Linked DNA regions of Gossypium hirsutum: region 1 is linked to region 2. A link is a contact called in public Hi-C data. All regions are on one chromosome and are shown on one strand. Each heading gives the region's core, a stretch centred on a gene start, on an enhancer-like site or on the middle of the called end of the contact. The rest is flanking DNA. Distances are from core to core; before and after follow the strand shown.

What was found. Hi-C and Micro-C count contacts between places; a contact is called where the count stands out from the background.
Region 1: a contact with region 2 is called in a Hi-C map of leaf, with 3 times the contacts expected there. The contact joins the promoter of LOC107957163 here to the promoter of LOC107960068 in region 2. A contact is called at or near these places in 4 of 34 Hi-C or Micro-C datasets (hypocotyl, leaf and petal).

Annotation. Positions count from the first base shown.
Region 1 is chrA05:80,878,865-80,885,379 of Gossypium_hirsutum_v2.1, forward strand. It overlaps LOC107957163 (cytosolic endo-beta-N-acetylglucosaminidase 1), which reads right to left and starts at 2,580. Exons shown (of 12, transcript XM_016892606.2): 1 at 2,194-2,580; 2 at 1,983-2,191; 3 at 1,370-1,507; 4 at 1,028-1,137; 5 at 826-937; 6 at 637-744. The coding sequence starts at 2,485. It also overlaps the pseudogene LOC107957164.
Region 2 is chrA05:80,380,587-80,387,253 of Gossypium_hirsutum_v2.1, forward strand. It overlaps LOC107960068 (protein VAPYRIN), which reads right to left and starts at 1,850. Exons shown (of 2, transcript XM_016896274.2): 1 at 814-1,850; 2 at 1-510. The coding sequence starts at 1,809. The coding sequence ends at 91. It overlaps LOC107960067 (probable methyltransferase PMT22), which reads right to left and starts at 5,670. Exons shown (of 8, transcript XM_016896272.2): 1 at 5,009-5,670; 2 at 4,353-4,502; 3 at 3,944-4,214; 4 at 3,744-3,854; 5 at 3,462-3,639; 6 at 3,010-3,264; 7 at 2,737-2,931; 8 at 975-2,644. The coding sequence starts at 5,470. The coding sequence ends at 2,455. LOC121229139 (a long non-coding RNA gene) reads left to right here and starts at 2,444. Exons shown (of 2, transcript XR_005926731.1): 1 at 2,444-3,417; 2 at 3,531-4,114. It overlaps TRNAK-CUU (transfer RNA lysine (anticodon CUU)), which reads right to left and starts at 5,904; the gene lies at 5,832-5,904. It also overlaps TRNAK-CUU.

The DNA of each region.
Region 1 (6,515 bases), core at 1,330-3,829, 500 kb after region 2:
TTGAAAAATGTAAAGCATACAAGTCAATCAGAAATACAAACAAAACAGGGCAATGGATCTAGCCACCAAACTGCCATGGAAATTCAGAGAGAAAGAAGATGAAAGCATCACCAATTAGATGCATTAGTTCAGGCACTGATCATAAAGCGGGTCAAAACTCAATACCATGTTTTATTTTCTGTTTGTTTATTGTTACATATGATACAATATAAAACCACTAAGATTGCCCAGAAAAGCAAAGAAAATGTAAGAAGGTATCAACTGTTGATGAAATCACAACCCAACCAAATTTGTGCATCAGCTCCCAACCCTAATCAAGTATGATTAATAAGTGTATAACACTACAGGCTCTCATTTTTTGTTTTTTTTTTTTTTTTGAGAATTTCCCAATCAGCACATTAATAATTGTATCTAAGATCCATATGCAGCTGCAATGATAGTAATGAACATCTAGTTTCTGAAATATTGATATGAGATCAACATCTTTATGAATAAAACGTCATCAAAATTAGAAATGCTAATCATAAATGTTAAGATTGTGAGCTTCCAAATTGACTTTTGAAACCAATCAAAAAGCCAAATTAAGGATATATATATATGAAAGAAACACTATTGTAAGGTTTGTAAGGAACATACAGTCCATTGGCCACCACCAAATGTTCCCCTTCCAAATACATCTATCCCCAAATAGACATCAAACTTTCTATCACCAGCAACTCTTGCTGAAAGCTTAGGGTAGGCCTCCTGCAAGATATACAAAAGGTTTTACATGCAACAAAAAGATGAAATTAAGGTTAATATGGATGGTAAAGTTAAAGGAAATACCTTCCATGTATAGTTAATGAAGATTCCATCACTAATATCAAAGAAAGGTTTATTCTTTTCATTCAGTTGGTTTTGCCAGCTAAGTTCTCCATCAATTGTCACACTGTCATACCTGTGTCAACAACAAGTTTAATCAGATAAAATTTTAATACACTTCAAAAAATGTTGCATAATTAAATCACGGCTTCTCCTTTTCACAAACCATATAACCAAAGATCCAGGAAGGGAGGAGTGCATAGTCTGAGTTAAATGGCTAACAAATTCTTTCAGATTAGGAATTTGGCCGATGTCCACTTTAACCTCCAAATTGAGCTGCAAGGAAGCTTTCCTTGGTTAATGACAGCCAATATATGAAGATCCCATATATTAGAGTGACATAAGGAAGAACTCTTATTTATATGATCTAACTGCTATGCTTCCTCCAAAATAGAATCAAACATTCTCTTAATTTCATCTTTCCTTGCCCTAAAAACTTAGTATCTTTGTATGTAACATGGTGCATGTGTGTATGTGCTGAGCTTTTTGATTGTTGTGTAGCATATACCAGCCATCCATCAAAGCCTAAAGCAACAGCGAGCTCTGCCAAGCGTTCAGCATACTTGTGAGCAGACTCTTTAGTGGAAAGCAGCTTCTTGCAAATAGCTGCGCCTTCATCCCATTCTGTGATAAATGTCCCCAATACCTTAGATTCCACAGACACAGACAAAAAACATATATAAAGCTTCCTTTAGTCTCTAAAACACCATAATCCAAAGAAAACGAAACAAGCTTTCAAAACACGCTGGATCACCATAACACATGAGCTACACCGGAAAAGGTCAGAAACCATTTCTTGATTGAGCAGAAAGAAAAAGATTGTGCTTTTCTATAGATCATTAAAATTTATCGCAATTGTTAATGCAACTTAAGCAAACTGTTCATAAGAAAGCAATTATAGTTAACTAGAACTCTTTTTAAGGCCCAGTGGAGATAAGGAACCTTTCTTTTAGCCTAAACCCATTTCCTTACTTAAGCAAAATATATATTTAGAAAGAAAAACCATAAATTCATACATCGCCTGGCTTTATCAATTGAGTCAGCTAAACCCACCATTATTCCACTTGAAATAAGCCGAATTAAACACTTTTCAATCAGGAAAAAAAAATGAGGGAACTGACCTTAACTCCATGCCTATGAGCAGTATTGGTCCAACAAGGAGGAGGCAGGGTGACCAAATTATGAGAAAAATAAACAAAAACATCGATCAAATACCAGTGCCAGATGGCGTAAGCGCCGGAATTATGGCCACCCTGGATCCACTTATCATCGACGTAGCCACCTTGCATGTCATGGCAAACCAAAAGCCTGGGCCTTGGAGGCAAAGCTGAATTGGGGGATGGAGAGGAACAGTGGATTTATTAAAAGGGTAGTGAAAAGAAGTAAAGTAAGAAGCGGAGTCAAGGTCTTCAAGGGAGTTGATGGGGTAAGAGATGGGAATGGAGGGCTTTGATGGGTCGAAGGGTGGTGGTGGGGGATCGGAGTTGTGGTCATCGGATTGATTGGGCATGATTTTTGCGATGAGATTGGTGATGGGTTTGAGGATTGAAGTGAAGAAATTGTGGAGATATAAGAGAGTTCTACGGGTTTTAAAGAGACGGAGAAAATAGAGGAGGCGAAGCATTGACTTGGGTGAACATGTGATGTGAGTTTGAAAGCTAAATTTCAAGGTGCCTTCATGTTAGTTTGTTTGTTTGACCATAGGAAATAAAGCATCGGAATTTAAAGGTAGACAGCTGCTGCCTTTTATAGCACATTGATTGGTTGCCTTCTTCGAAACACATGTTGGGATTGGATGATGGGGCATGGTCCCTGCATGCATTCAGATATTAGCAGATCAAGTATACGATTGTTTTTCATGCACCTAATAATTGAAGATGCAACAATGAGATGTGATGTTCATATATGCCCCTTTCTTTTTTGTGAGCGAGAGTCCACCTCGCAATGCTCACAGTTCAGCAAAACTGTGACCAATGGATCTCTGAGATCCAACAATCCAACCTTCATTATGCCCCTGCTGCTCCGGGGTTTAACGTTTTTGTCACTAATGTTGATATGCCTTCCTTTTCAAAAAACAAATATGGATGTGTTGTCTTACAATCTCATAAAATTGAAGGCATATCACACAAATAAGAAAACAGGGAGGCTAAAGAGTATTGTCTCGTGAACCTCAATGGCATGTCTTAAGACATACTAATATTGAAACAAAAGTTATTAAAAATAAAATTAGATCTGTCTCAAAACATGAATTTCCTATTTTGAGAAATAATGTTGAAATTTTATGAAAAGAGTTGGGATTTAAATCCTAATCTCGCATTACGCTTTGCTTAACCCCTAATTAATTAGATTATAATTAATATGTATTTATATGATTTTATCATATTGTATATTGAGCACGTTTGATATGAGTTACTTCAGAAACATAATATGATGTCATACAGAATCGGATGTAGATGTCAACTTTAGTGTCTATCCGCTATAGGCACTACCAATGATAAATCTATGTACTACAATTATAAATCCATGTTCCATATATAACTTCGACTGGTTTTAGGCTAAATTTAACTAGTATTTTTTTATTAAAATAAAACTGTGACATTTTTCTAAAAAATTACTTGGCATCTTCAATTTTGACTAATGATTAAACTCGCGGCAAAGAGGTACTTAGGTAGGTAAAAGTAAAACTCTTTCTGCTTCTATTTTTTTAATCGCTAACACTCTAAAATCAAATGTATAAATCTGGTTCCCCTAACATACACATTACAATAGTTGTAGTGACTGAATCAACAAAATCAAATGTGAAATAAAGAAATTCAGAGATTGGAACAATTATATAAATTCAGACATATCAATATGCTGCGCGTCTACTTTCCATCACTTGAACACCAAAACTCTACTTTCCAAAATCCATTGTTAAAAGAGCTGTAGAGAATTGGTCTTCTAGAAAAAGTAACGGCCGTACGCCTCAAGCTCTTCCTTCAGAAAGGGAAAGGGCAAGTCAAACCCTGCAAAACTACATACTTGAAAGTTCAAACTAAATCTTCAGTTCCTGTCAACTTTGCAAACTCAGTTTCATCAATAGCCCCCTTTTTTAGTTTCTTCAATAGCCGATATTCCCGGGTCAATTCCTCTTCATCTTCAATGGTTTGGGCAGCACGTCTCTGTTTAGCAGTTTTCTTCTTCATGACAGGGGCGGCAGCGTATGTGGCCCTTTCGGGTTTCTCAGGTTTTGATTCTTGTTGCTCTCGTTCTTTCTTTGTTTGTAAATTTTTCTTCCTCTGTTTCTCACGAGATTTATCCCTATATAATTACCATAATTAGCAACTAGAAGATACATTAGATGCGCCAGGTATTGGTGAAGATAAAAAGGTTGGTCTTTAAAGGCCATAAGTAAAATGTTAATTGCTCAATTGAAGCTTAATTCAGGTGGCTCATGCAGCCACCCTGAGAAGTGGCATTAAGCAGGTCTAAGTTTCAAAACCTACCATCTTACATTCCTTCCCTTATCACAAACTGTGGCATCCTTTATAAGAAAAAGTTAACAGCTGAATCATTCTTAACATGGTTATCATATTTGTCCTCCAATAGGATTCCAGGAAAAAAAGTTACAATTGAGATTCAGTTGGGATTTCTACCAAAAAAGGAATCAAATAAAGAAGCATAGATACTTAAGAAATTTCATTCACACTAATTCCAGTCAAACCAGTTAATCTGTTCAACAAGGCATAGTTGAGATTCTGAAGAGGTCTTACTTAAACTTGATATCGTCCATATTGATGTTCTCAACTGGAGTGAAACCCTCAGTGGAAAGCGAATGGTGCTTTACCTCAGGCATAGAAGGGAGCTGCAATAGACCATATCCTGTGCCTAACTTGCCAATTTCAAGTTCTTTCCATCTGTCAGATAACAATATTAATTTACACAGAGAGAGTAGAAGACAGGCGGCAGCAAATTAGAGAAAAGGCAAATCAAAGTTAGAACCTGAAAATATAAGAGCATTGATGCTCTTTGTAGGCACGAATAAAGGAAACAAATGCTCTAAGCCCTTTCTCCATCACATCACGGTCTTTCAATGCAGCAGACCGTATCTGAAGCAAGTTTAAGAAAGAAAATTGATAAAGAAATGATAATACAGTTATTGTAGCAAAGATGTTATCAAAATACAAATTTTCTTTACCTGAGGAACAACATCAACAACATCATCTATGCATTTCCTTTCTTGAAGAGGAACCCTTCTTATGCGCAAAAATTCTATATAAGCTTCCTCCTAGAAAAATGCCTCAAATTCGATCAAACCATTAAAATGGTGGAAATAAACACAGTGATCTACATTAAAATTCCAAATCAGAAATTAAAACTTTCTGTATAAGCTTCCTCCTAGAAAAATGCCTCAAATTTGATCAAACCATTAAAATGGTGGAAATAAACACAGTGATCTACATTAAAATTCCAGATCAGAAATTAAAACTACAAAAACCACACACTCAAACAAGGAAAGATCGCATATAATGCACCTTAGGTAATAGGAAAACAATGGCACTTCCTTGTCTACCCAAACGGCAGTTCTCCCAACTCTGTGAACAAATACATTTGGATCTTGAGGGGGATCATACTGCAAAAGAACCAAGCACATAGGCCATAGACATCTATCATCTATCAGAAATTCGAGCAAATACTAGCAGCTAGTAACCTTGATTTAATTTTCTAAGTAGGTATGTATTAGTAAATTTAAAATGCCTTTTGGATATTAAGCAACCTGTACTATACAATCAACACCAGGAATGTCAAGTCCACGTGCTGCAACATCAGTACATAGAAGAATGCCACTTGAAAGAGAGGTAAATGTAGCTAATGCTTTCTCCCTGGCAGTCTATAGAGCAGCAAAAGATTAAATACATCAGAATACACAACAATTAGTTCACAATTTCCAAACTTATTAATGGACAAGCCATACTGATCTCCGTTATTTTACCTGCTTCATCTTTCCATGTAAAGCAATTAATGAGAATCGCTTCAAAGCATTGAGACGTGGAAGAACAACTCCCCAGTAATCAACACAAGCACAAGTCATGAAATATCTGCATAAATAATTAAATCGTATGGTAACCAGCAAAAACTAATTGTCATTTTCTGTAAAATAAAAACGATAGAGGGAATCTTCATGCATAACCTACACTATAACTTTTTTAGATTTGGTCTTTACGAGGAGATCAACAAGCTGTGATGCTTTCTTATCTGCTTCACATTCCAAATACTGCAGAATGAAAATAAAACACTTTTACAAATAACTGGAAATTCAAATACAATTTGAACTGCTCAAAGAAAATTGATTTTAGAACATGTCAACATGGTAAAGTTTTTTAAAGAAGTTGTGACTGAGGGAAAATATAAAGTGATATAACAGCAAAGCCAATATTTAATCGAGTAAAGAACAAAATTATAAGGGTAACTGAAAATAGATGAAAGTATAGTATACCTCAAGGTGAAGGCCTGAAGGTGTTTTCGATGAGGCTAATTGCTCAGATGAAACTGAAGTACTCAGTGACTTCGTCTCAGCTCTAACTTCAACCCTCACTGGATTCCTCAATCCCGCTTTAGATAGCTCTTCAACTGCCTCTGTTTGAGTAGCTGAAAAAAGACCAGTTCTACGAAGC
Region 2 (6,667 bases), core at 600-3,099:
GGTACTTCTATTGCTAAATTAAACTGCAACTATCTCTATCTCTATGTTTGCAGTTATTGAATTCAAGTATTTTTCTCAGGTAAATACCTCCTAACCAGAAGAGGGAGAAGAGCAAGTTCCTCTGTTGAGAAGAAGCTGTGAGATATGATCATAACCCATAATTTTAGCCATGTATAGAGGAGAGATCCCAGTTTTGGTCTTAGCATTTGCATTGGCTCCATTATCAATCAATGCTTGAACCACCTCTACATCCCCACCTTCCACGGCCATATGCAAAGCGGTGTGGCCCTCATTGTCCTGGCGTTCTAAGTCCAATCCCATTTCTACAAGCACCAACACCACATCCTTGTGGCCTTTTATGGCCGCTATATGCAGCGGTGTCAAGCCGTATTGGTCTTGGAAATTCATGGAACCACCATTTTGTAAAAGGGCTTGCAGCCGCCTCTTGTCTCCATATCTTGCCGCCATCAACACTTCCTTTCCACGTTCCATAATCTCCACCATCTCATCCTGCCATCATCAATAACAACTCACTTTTCCACTAAAAAGCTTCCATTGAATTTTCAAGGTGCCCAGACGTTAAGATACTTGATTATTAGTATATTTTATAAAAATGTTTTGTTAATGCTAAAAATATAACAATTTCGATATAGAATCATAAATGCAAAATTAATTATTTTCAAAGGTGTTAATTACAAATGATTAGCGTTATAAAAGAATATTTCCTTCCATGAAACTATATTTTTTATATTCCCAAGTTTTTGATCGAGAAATGGAATTCCCTGCCAAATTTGAAAAACCAAAACTACTTACATGCCCCTTATCACGAGCATTATCAAGAGCTGAATGGCCACGATCGTCGCAAATTGTGGGGTCCGCATCCAATTGTATCAACATTTCAATCATCCTACGGTTCCCATTAGCTACAGCTCTGTGAAGTGCAGTCCTCCCATCATTGCTCTTTGCATTCTTCTCCGCACCCGATTCTAACAACATCTTAGCACACTCGATATTTCCCTTAGTCGCCGCCAAAAGCAATGGCGTTCTGCCTTCTTTGTCTCTCCCATCCAACGTCTCCCGTCTCCCCTTCCTTAACAACGTCTCAAGGTCAGCCGTCCGATCGAGTGCTACTGCCACGTGTAACTCATTCCATCCTTTAGATTCCCACCGTGGGTCCACCTGATAAAATCCCACATTGCTGTTATTTGCATCTTCTTCTTGATCCTCACGCGAGCCTGTCCTTAAACCCGCTTCAAGCAGCAAATTCACCATGTTCTCCGAATTGTTATCCAACTGAGTCGCGACTCGGAGGAGTGACTCAGCTTCTTTCGTAGATAAATCATACAAAACCAATTTCTGCCGCTTGATAATGTTCTTCACTGCCTCAAAGTCCCCGCGGCTAACAGCTTGTTGGAGAAGAAACGGCCCAACAAAGGCGACCTTGAGCTTGATGTCCTGAGTGGGTCGAGTTGATAGCCAAGAAATTACCGAGCCGGACTGATTTGAGCCATAAGAGTCGAGGTCGAAAGGGGCAGTTCTGATGAGGAAACGATCGGAATGAGAGCGAGGAAAAGTGGGGGGGATGTGGTCTTGGGGTTTAAGGATGATTTGGAGGGCAATATGGGAAGAAGGAGGAACGAGTCCACTGGGGGGATTAACAAGGAATTTATGAGGTGAAGAAGTCTGGACTTTGAAAGCAACTGGGGAAGAAGGGCAAAGGGATCTTAAAACAAGGTTAGAACGGCATTTGGTGTTGAGAATGAAGTTTATGCGTACTTCTGCCTCTGAAATTTCAACGAAATTTTCCATTGCAGATGAAGTTTATATATGTTATTGCGAATAACTAACCAAGGTGTAATTTAGCGGTGAAGGAACAGAGATATAGCAGTTGAAATTAAGGGAAGTGTCGACTGAGAATTGTTTAGCTTGCATGTGATCTTTGTTTGGGGACGATATTTGTTGTCGTCTGACGCTTAGTTCCCACCTAAGCTTGCATGTGATCTTCGACAAAATGAGTCGTCCTTATCAAATATATTTTTAATATCTTTTAGAAAAGAGAAGTTTATATCAGACAAAGAAATAGAAATTGCTTTTAAATAATAAAATTGTGCCAATCAATGCTAAACCATTGTATCAGTATTTTTTTAAAAAAAAAAAAAGATAAGATGAGCTTGAGGAATTTTATATCAAGTAAAAACAAATAAATTGTGAGGGAGACAGCACAACCATATTCATATTTAAAAAAAAATAATAATAATATGTAGATATTTTTTTATTCCTTCAAAGATATAGAACAAAATGTCCAAATCCCTCTATTGGATGACCTTTTCTATACGATTTACACCAAATATTAGAAAAAAAAATGAGAGGTAAATGTCAAAAGTCTAATCCTTCTTCCTTGCAAATCGAAGAATAAAGTGGGAGTTGAAGTACCTTGGTCCGTGTTCCTTGCATTTAGTATTTGGGACGCCAAAACCCCTTCTTCCCAACAAGAAATTGGCCTTCATAAAGGCGTGTCGACCACTGTAGTGATCGCAGTACTGGATTCAGCTTCTGAATGGTTTCCATGGTGTCTTGAAGTAACAGATATCCACCAGGTCTCAGTATGCGATCCATTTCCACAGCTACATCTATAATGTTACATCTGACAGACAGGTTCAAAATCTCGCATCACCATTCTACATTATTCACTCTTTTTCAAGTACAAATCAGAGCAATAGATCATTACTTATATACCTCTCTTGACGGTTTTTGAAGAGAAAACTGGAATGCAGCAGATCATATGTTCGAGGGTACGTACTCAATGACTCGCACCAGTCATGATAGATTCCGATCAAGCCCCTTTCGAAAATAATGGACAAGGTATCTTGTGCATCAATTGGTACAACATTCATCACCCAGAGAGGAAGCTCATTAAGTGCCGCCGCAAACCTGTAAAACCACAATGCCTATGGTGTTGTAAGATTTCTTTATGACAGAAACCTGTAAAAACATAGTTCTATTTCTTACCCTCCATAACCAGCATTCATATCCATCACATTTCTTAAACTAGCCCAGTTTATAGCTAGAGCATCAAAATAGACATCAGATACAAGTGCAGCCCAATGTTTGGTGTCCTCATTGAATATAGCTTGGGCATCTGCTTCAGCTGGAAGGCTTTGAGGCTTATTCCTAAGCCTGTGGGGCCATGGTGAGGGCCAGCCAAGCAAATTACCGTTGCTATCAACTGGAAGTCTGGAAGTACAATGCCTAAGAGGCTTGTACCTGTCATTGTGAATTAGAAATCTCAAGAAGCAATTTCAACATAATTAGAAGGTAGCATCTTTTATGCCAACATTATTTTAGGACAGAACACTCTGTCTACACATAACAAGTGGCACACAGAGCTGTGAACATGTTGAAGCATGCCTTTCGAGTGTAAGCAATGTAATAATATTATATATTAGATCATAAAAGATTACCATGAGACTTCCTTCTTAGTTTTCTGATCACATAATGGTGGACGTTTTGTTCTGTCGTGTGCATAACAGGAATATGAGGAAGGCTTTTGATATATTACAAGCCCAATTTCAGTTGAATCAAAATTGTCACGTTTAGCCACAACCTTCCAGCAGATTGATTGTGTCAAAGCCACCATAGCTGTAATATATACAGAATACCAGAACAACATGGCACATTCAGATTCCACTAACAAAACGGTGAAAACAAACAAGAGAGGAAAGGCCAGGGAGTTGTATCCTCACACTTCCAAACATAACGATCTCTCTCATCGTTTCGATAAACTGGTGTAGCAGACCATACAAAGAATCCCCCAGGCCTCAGAATCCTGTTCAGCTCCAATAATGGTTTCCCACCTGCTTTTTGCATTTAAGTCTCAACAATTACATCATAAGATAGAAAAAGGAAAACTGTAACAATGAAACTAAACATAATAACATGGTACCATCCTCTTCCCAATGAACTCTGCATCGTGCACAATGTATCAAGTCATATGCATCGTCTGGAAATGTCAACTTTTTTGAACCGATGACAGAAAGTGTAGCTGGAATTCCCCTCTCTAAAGCAAACTGTATCTGAGCTTCATGTTCATCCTTGGGGGCAAATGACATGGTAACCACATCTCTGTCCAGCAAATAACCACCAAAGCTAGCAACGCCACACCCAACATCTAAAACAACCCTAATGTGCTCTCCCCATTTAATGGCCGGTACTGTCTACAGAAAACCAAAAAATGAACTAATAAGAAGGTATTTATGGAGTTGCAGTCTTCAATCAAGTTCAGACCAAAACAGATGAACAAATGAGTAGTGAAGTGTTAATATGCAAAAGCATAGGAAAACTAGATTTGATACCTCTGTAATGAAATCAATATAGGCAGTAACCCCATTCTTAAATTGAGTACCACCTCCAGGGAAAACAAAATAATCATCGGATTTACGCACCCAATTCTGTTCTTTCTTGTATTCTACAAGCTTAGGATGAGGAACGTTGCTATACCAAATCTGTGGACGTGTAAGAAAAGTCGTATCACCAATATATTTAGTGAGTAAAAGCAAGCTTAAATTCACTCAAATTTTCAAAAAAAGGAAAAAAGAAAAATTAAGATTACTATCATAAAAACCCAACTTTACATGTCATTTAGCTCTTAGAAACTTACACAAATGAATCAACCATTCAAGAGCTGATATTTATTAAATAAATAAATTCCCATAAAAGAAAGTGTTTAACTTTCATTTTTGTAGAAAGAAAGTCACGTATCTTTTATCGACAACTTTATTAACATATTACAACATGATATGAAATCATAGAATTTTCGTTTTTCAGTTTAATAAATCACTCGGAATTCAAATTTTAGGAATAATTAAACCTAATATCAGACTTTTAAAATGATTTAGAGTCAGTGATTGAAAATCTAATAATAACAACCAATTAAAACAGATCCAGGAAAAAAAAAAACAAAATCTTACCAAAAATAAAAAGTAGCAGTATCAAGCAAACTCAAGCTCACCATGTCCCTGCTCTGAGGCCATTGAACTGGAACCTTATAACCTTTAGGCAAAGGCACCAAACACCTTGGAGGCCGCTTCGGACAATGCCTTTCCCTGTGTTCCAAGTGTTTCTTGGATTTCAATTGCTTAATCGCTTTGGAATTATCCAAACAGGGAATATAATCCACCGTCACGGATCCTAATCTACAGGCTCTCCACCTTATATTCAAACTGACGTTTAAGTCGAGGTGGTCAGCTGGCTGGGTTTCGAGCTCCAGTTCCGTCGGGAATTGAAGGGATGAGGATCGTGAAGGAGGGGGAGGTGAAGATACGGAAACGTGGATGTCGGAGGGGAGAGAGAAAGCGAAAAAGAAAGGGCAAGAGGTGTAGGTTAAAAGGAGGAATGCAAAGGAGATGAGGAGGACTGATGCAAGGCAAAGGAATGAATATTTTCGTTCACTCAACAGCACGGATATCGGCATTTCCTCGTCTTTGCTTTTGTTTGGATGGGAGAGAAATTACAAAAGGAATGAAAGAATGTTTGTTATCATTCAGAATTGAAAACGTATATTTATTTAGTTCTGTTTTGTAATAGTCAAAGGTGCTTTGATTCGTTCAGCTGCAGTCGCTGCCTTTTTTCGTTTTGTTAAACGGAATTCAAACAGAACGAACCAAATAAATAACTGAAGTATCGGGGCCGGACGATGAATAAGAATAGTGGGTTTTATGACGGGCTACTATGCTATTTTGCCTTGCTTAGCTTATAAAAACGTACAATTATTAGAATATAAAATAAAAAATTTGCCAACCTTGGGATTTCGAACCCCACGAAAATAGAAAAAGCGCCCACCGTGGGGCTCAAACCCACAACCACAAGGTTAAGAGCCTTGCGCTCTACCAACTGAGCTAGACGGGCTACTACGTTATTTTGCCTTCCTTATTAGAAAATTAAAAATGCGCCCACCATGGGGCTCAAACCCACAACCACAAGGTTAAGAGCCTTACACTCTACCGATTGAGCTAGACAGGCTACTATGCAATTTTGCCTTGCTTAGATTATAAATACATAAAATTATTAGAATATAAAATAGAAAATTCGCCCCCCTTGGAGTTCGAACCCCAAGACCACAAGGGTAAGAGCCTTGCGCTATACCGACTAAGCTAGACGAGCTACTATGCTGTTTCACCTTGCTTACATTTATAAATACGTAAACTTATTACAAGATAAAATAAAAATGCTCGCACCCACGACCACAAGGCTGGTTAAGAGCCTTACGCTCTACCGACTGAGCTAGACGGGCTACCATGTTCTCAAAGTATTTAGTTTATTTATTGATTACTTGAAATGTGTTCCATGGTTGTTTTTATTACAACAGGCATTGATTCAACTTTCTTATCATTCACTTTCGAGTCTAACACTTAAGCTAAGTAGGCTTCATAACCTTTCTTTACATATTTCCGTACTTTCATTACAGATATCACATCTGGTAGTCCATTCCGATCACTGGACTCAATTCGAATTATCTCATACACTTTAAATTAATGACTTTTCTTTTACAGTTCACAACAGCATCGTGCAATGTTAACCAGTCCATCCCCAAAATTATATCAAATTCGTCGAAAGGCAATACCATTAGATCAGCAGGAAAACAGGTATCTCGAATCATTAACGGACAGTT